2 separate regions of the Mus musculus genome follow, and region 2 is linked to region 1. Evidence: chromatin contacts called from public Hi-C data. All regions are on one chromosome and are shown on one strand. The core of a region is the stretch at or near the end of the contact, and the rest is flanking DNA. Distances in the headings are between cores, read along the strand shown.

Evidence for each region. A called contact is a pair of places that touch in the nucleus more often than the background predicts.
Region 2: a contact with region 1 is called in a Hi-C map of cerebral cortex, with 1.9 times the contacts expected there. The contact joins the promoter of A330070K13Rik here to the enhancer-like site in region 1. A contact is called at or near these places in 2 of 39 promoter capture datasets (hippocampal neurons and liver), 4 of 484 Hi-C or Micro-C datasets (the HL-1 cell line, cerebral cortex, nephron progenitors and 1 more) and 1 of 9 other capture datasets (pancreatic islet).

What each region holds. Positions count from the first base shown.
Region 1 is chr5:130,289,569-130,292,268 of GRCm38.p6, forward strand. All of the region lies in intron 11 of Tyw1 (tRNA-yW synthesizing protein 1 homolog (S. cerevisiae)), which reads left to right. Among named protein-coding and RNA genes, the nearest start is that of Tyw1, 34 kb to the left of the region's middle. Within about 2 kb of position 1,408, at least 13 of the 459 cell types and tissues checked have an H3K27ac peak or open chromatin away from gene starts, as enhancers often do. A contact at or near this core is called in cerebral cortex and hippocampal neurons, where this site is marked.
Region 2 is chr5:130,383,300-130,385,999 of GRCm38.p6, forward strand. A330070K13Rik (RIKEN cDNA A330070K13 gene) reads right to left here and starts at 1,332. Exons shown (of 3, transcript NM_198665.2): 1 at 1,118-1,332. The coding sequence starts at 1,217. It also overlaps a transcript of Caln1 not described here.

The DNA of each region.
Region 1 (2,700 bases), core at 158-2,657:
TTTATTTTAGGCAAATTTAAGCACAGCACAGTTTGGAAGAAAGCATTTCCTGGTGATAATTAGCTCATTGCTGTGCGTACAAGAGAGCTGCAGAAGTGCGATATGGGAACTTAGTAAAGTGCAGGTGACGTCGTCTATAAAGACGGAGTCTGTAGATTAGCTGAGGAACCAGGCTCATGAGATGGGTCTGGGGAGGAGCCAGTGTGGCCACAAGGTGACACAGAGGTCACCAGGCTATTAACCACATCTGTTCCCAACCTTCTGGGAGGAAAACAGGTTAACAATGACCCCCTTTGAAGAGACAGCTGTGTGTTTAACCTTCCTGGTTGTTCCCGTGCTTATCTATGAACACAGGGACCTCCATGCCTCTTGCACCACTGTGCATCTCCCTGTGTCCCTTTTAGCTTGTATGTTTCCACTAGGTGGAAGAATTAAGAATGCCAGCCAAAGGCCGGGCAGTGGTGGCACACGCCTTAAATCCCAGCACTTGGGAGGCAGAGGCAGGCGGATTTCTGAGTTCAAGGCCAGCCTGGTCTACAGAGTGAGTCCCAGGACAGCCAGGGCTACACAGAGAAACCCTGTCTCAAAAAACCAAAAAAAAAAAAAAAAAAAAAAAAAAGAATGCCAGCCAAAGCTTAGCACCTGGTGTGAGGTGCACTGAGTTTGTAAGTTTCTCCTGGAGACGTCTAGCCGTCATTCCTAAACGCTTTTACTGTTGCTTCTTGGAAAGCATGAGGTGGCTTTGTGAACGGACCTGAGGCTTCGGTCTGTAGAGAGATGGGCTCAGCAGTTTAGAGTGTGCTACTAAAGTTCTATTCCTAGCCCTCACTTCAGGTGGCTTACAACCCCATCTCCACAGCTCTGGGGATCTGCGCCCTCTTCTGGCCTCTGCAGGCACTACACTCATGTGCACATACCCCTTCTCTCCCAGACACACACCATACTCATAATTAAAGATATAAGTAAGGTAGATGTGGGGGCTCAAACCTTAAATCCCAGCACTCAGGAGGCAGAGGCAGGTGGATCTCTGAATTTAAAGGCCAGGCTGGTCTACATAGGGAGTCCTTGCCTAAAAAATCAAAATGGTAATATGTATGTAGGTATATGTGTGTGTGTGTGTGTGTGTGTGTGTGTGTATGTATGTATGTATGTATGAGCAAACCAAACCAAAAATCAAGTGGTTAGTGAGGTGGAGTTGCCTCCTTAGTAACCATTTATAAAAGGTTTTATGAATGACTGCCCCATGAGAAGTGCGGTGCTCTTAATAAAATGCCTTCCCGTGGCCCACAGTGAGGCAGCAGAAACCCCGTCCTTCATTTTCGAGCTTTCCAGTTCAGTTCTGCCCAATGCTTACACGGATTTGGCTCCACTGGGAGCTCTGGCCCCAGACTTTACTGTGAGTCAGAACCATCTGCGGCTGCTCAGACACCAACTGCTGCTCCTTCCCGGAGAGGAAGTCTAGCGAGCCGAGGCCTGTGAATGTACAGTCCTTGTCTTTCCTCGTTCTGCTTGCTTTCTTTTCTTTTTCTTTTTTGAGATGAGGGTCTCGATGTGTAGCTCGGGCTGGCCTTGAACTGCTCCTCCTGCTTCAGCCTCCTGAGGCCTGGGGTGACAGGTGTGGGCCACCATGGCTGGCAAATGTGTGTTTCTCACAGGATTCCAGGAATCTGCACTGCTGACCTTGGGTGCACAACTGAAAGCCTGCTGTAGGCAGATGGCATGAGCTTGCGATATGATGGTTTTATGTAGTGACTTACTGTGCGCACTGCTGCATTGTCCTGCATGGTTGGAGCCCACTAAGAAGGTGGCTCTAGAAACCCCACCCCCTTCCCAAGGTTTCAGACGCAGCTCTTTCCTAAGGTCAATGATATCATGAAGTTAACTGGAGGCATCAGAATAGATTCATTGGTTGGGTGTCTGTGTGTACTGCCATCATCCCAGCAGGAGACTGGCAGAGGATGGTGAGCTTGAGACCCTGTTTTATAAAACTGAAAAAAGAGGTCACAGGGACAGAGAAAGAGATAAAGGGGGGCATCTATCAGTGTCATTTAGACATATAGAAGACTTCGGTATTTGTATGTTGTAACCGAAATGCTTAGAAACAGTTCTAGTTCTTCTTTGCCTCTTCTTCCCCTCCCTTCCCTTCCCTCGCCCCCCCCCCCCCCCCCGTCTTGTCCTTCTCCTCGTAAATTGCAAAGTACATGTATGTCCATCCATTCTTGAAGCCCCTTTCCTCTTAGCTGCTGCATCGGGCATCTCCACCCTGGCTTGCCTTTAGAGGGGCATCCTTTAACTTCAGTGACTGTCAGCCTGAGGGTGTGGTTAAAGCAGAGAGCGCTTGCCTGGCATGTTCGTGAAGCCCTGGGCTCTATCCCTAGACCACATAAACCAGGCATGGTGGTGCACCTTGTAATCCGAGCACTTGGGAAGGAGAAGGCAGTAGGATCAGGAGTTCTAGGTCATCCTTGGGTGCATAATAAATTCAAGGGCAGCCTGGGCTACATGTGTCTCCTTCTCAAACAAAACAAAATAAAACAAAACACCCCCCCCCCCAAATCAAAATCCACCAACCAACAAGGAAAAGAATGTCCTTTGTCCTCTAGAGTGCCTCCCCACCCTGCCAGGAAGGCACCATGCTTTCCATGGTATGACTCGCTCATCTCAGTACTCTACTTTTGAGGACCGGATGGACCATGGGTC
Region 2 (2,700 bases), core at 82-2,581, 94 kb after region 1:
TGGTAAGGTGCCACGAAACGAACTGACTAAAGAAATGGAGGAGGCTGAGGCATGGAGTGGCCACGGAGAAGACTACAGAGAGGCCAGTGGCTGCCTTAGCAGGAGCAGGGGAAAAGGTTTCATGTCAAAGGGTCTCCGCTGTGATAATCTCAACCATTATGTAGTTCCCGGAGCTGGAAAGGTGGTTTGGCAGCTAATTGTGCGTTCTGCTCTTCTGGAAGTCCCAGCACCCACCTTGGGAAGAACTCACAACCTCCTGGAACTCTAGCTCCAAGGGCTCCAGCGCCTTCGTCCAGCCTTTGCAGGCACTGTGCACACTTGCACTCATGCATGTGCGTGTGCATGCACATACACAGACAGTCACATAAAGTAAAAATAAAACCCATCTTTTTTTTTTTTTTTAAGTTAAGATGGTTTTCAACAAGGTCTGTGGTCTTTCAGAAGCAGCAAGGACTCAGGAACGCAGCAAAAATTTTACACAACGTGTTCCTTCTCTGTGGACATCTAACTCCTGGCTACTCTCTTGACCATGCCTGATGTCACAGATTTTCTTGGTCACATTACTATAGGTGTAGAGGACATAAGCCTGGTATTGGAAGGTGGTGGGGAGGCACGTTTTGTATGCAAGAGGTTGTGAGTGTATACTCAAGTAGGCACGTTATGTATATGAGTGTGTGTGTGTGTGTGTGTGTGTGTGTGTGTGTGTGTGTATGTGTGTGTGTATGTGTGTGATTAGACCTGCATGTGTACACAGGCACATCTACATGGACTGGTGTGTATACACATAGATATCTATCTTTTTTGGATAGATATTATCTTTAACAGATGAGCCTTCTTTCTAGCCACGTATAAGTGTCTGTGCACAGGTGTGTGTGTGTGTGTGTACATGGACATGCAAGTGTGTGCAAGGGCAGGCTTGTATATGAATGTGCACATTCTACAGTGACCATGCTCAAGCAACCCTCTCAGAACAGAAACTCCCTCCCACTCTCCCTGACCAGCGTCCTGTCCAGGCTCATGTGGGGACAGGGTGCCCTTGATGCTACCTGCCTGCCCCCCTCTAGTGCAGCCCTTCTCCCTGGCCAAAGAGGACAGCAGGCAGGACGTTGGTACTCACTGGCGTGGGCTGTGCTTGGTACCGTGGTCCAGTTTCCCAACCTCAGATCCCAAGAGACCCTGCACAAACAGAGCCCCATTTCCTGTCCTCCTGGCTCCATCTCCTCACTGGAACTAGCAATCTGCAGGAAGCTTTTCCAGCAGCCGAGCGCAGCAGCCAGGAGCAGCCACAGCAGCAGCCCGAGCGAGTGGCAGCAGCAGCAGGCAGCAGCACCCTTCAAATTGGGTCTCTAGCCCTTTAAATCTGCTCAGTTACCAAAAAAGAAGAGGCATCAGACCCTGTTAATTAAAGCTCGCCCTGGCCCATCAGGCTGAGGAGCTGCAGTGCTCTGTTCCTTCAGATGGCTTAGCGACTCTCCCCCAACTCCACAGCCATGGATTTTGGAGCACTTCTCCCGAGATCAGCAGGAGGTATGGTCCTTGCCGCTGCTGGCTCCTGTGGCTCTAAATCAATAAGACACTAACTGCATGGACGCTGCCTGGCCCCCTGGCTTCCCTCTTTCCCTCTTCTTCCTCTCCGGTCCCCTCCCCAGCTCAGGAGCTAGTTGAGACAAATCAAGTCTTGATTCCCTGGGCTTTGGAGGGAAGGAAGGGGAGGGGAAGGGGTGCTCTGGAGGGTGGTCCTCATTTGTTGGTTTTGGCCCTGGCTGGCTTCACCTAGCTGCTCAGGTGGTCTGCAGAAGCGGGGAAAACATCTTTAGCTCTGCTCTGGCTTGTGCAAAAGCATTTTCTCCCGGCTGGGTCCCTTGACCCTTGGTGATCATGAAAAAGGATGTCACCCTGACTCAGTTTGCTTTTCTGAAAGAAACCCATGACCTGCCACTCAGATGGAAGATGGCTGTGCAGCCCATACAACTTTTGCTCCAGAAATCCTCCCAGAGGTGCCTCATGTCAACACCTGTCCCCATACCCTAGACTCTGAATAGTGCCAGGTTTTTGTTTGTTTGTTTGTTTTTGTTTTTGTTTTTTTAAAAAAGCTTGCTGTCTGTTCTCAAAGATCCCTCACCCCTTCCCTGCTGCCTTTTGAGGAAACTCACTTCTAGCCCAGTCTGAGGCTCTCTTCTAAAGACTTGTTTTTGATTTAGGAATCTGCTGTAGCCTGGCAGAGAGAAAGAGTGAGGGAGAGCGAGGGAGAAGGGAGATTTATTTTCTTTTCACATTGCACTTGTAAATTGTACACAGGCCCAGAGCACACATCCATCTACACACTCTACATTGATTTGTTTCCGCCCCCACAGCCTCCTTCTGGGGTGAGCCTCTCCTCTCAGCCTAGACCCAAGTCAGTCAGCTTCCATCTCTCCAGAGATGACCCTGACAGCCAGCTTCCTGAAGATGGTTGCTTCTTTATTCTGAATGCCGGGTCCCTGGGTCCACTTGGCCTTGGGACAGGGATTCCCCTGGATGTCAGCCTCTGTCAGGGAGATGCATCTAGGAAGAAAACCACCTTTGCTGATTTCTCCCAGTGACTTCTTTTTAAACCCGCTGGGTGAGGAGCGTCACCTGTAAAGCATAAGGACAGAGGTGAGCTGCAACCCAGTTAATGTCTGTGGGGAGCCCCCCTCCCCCAATTCTGAGCTGCTACCC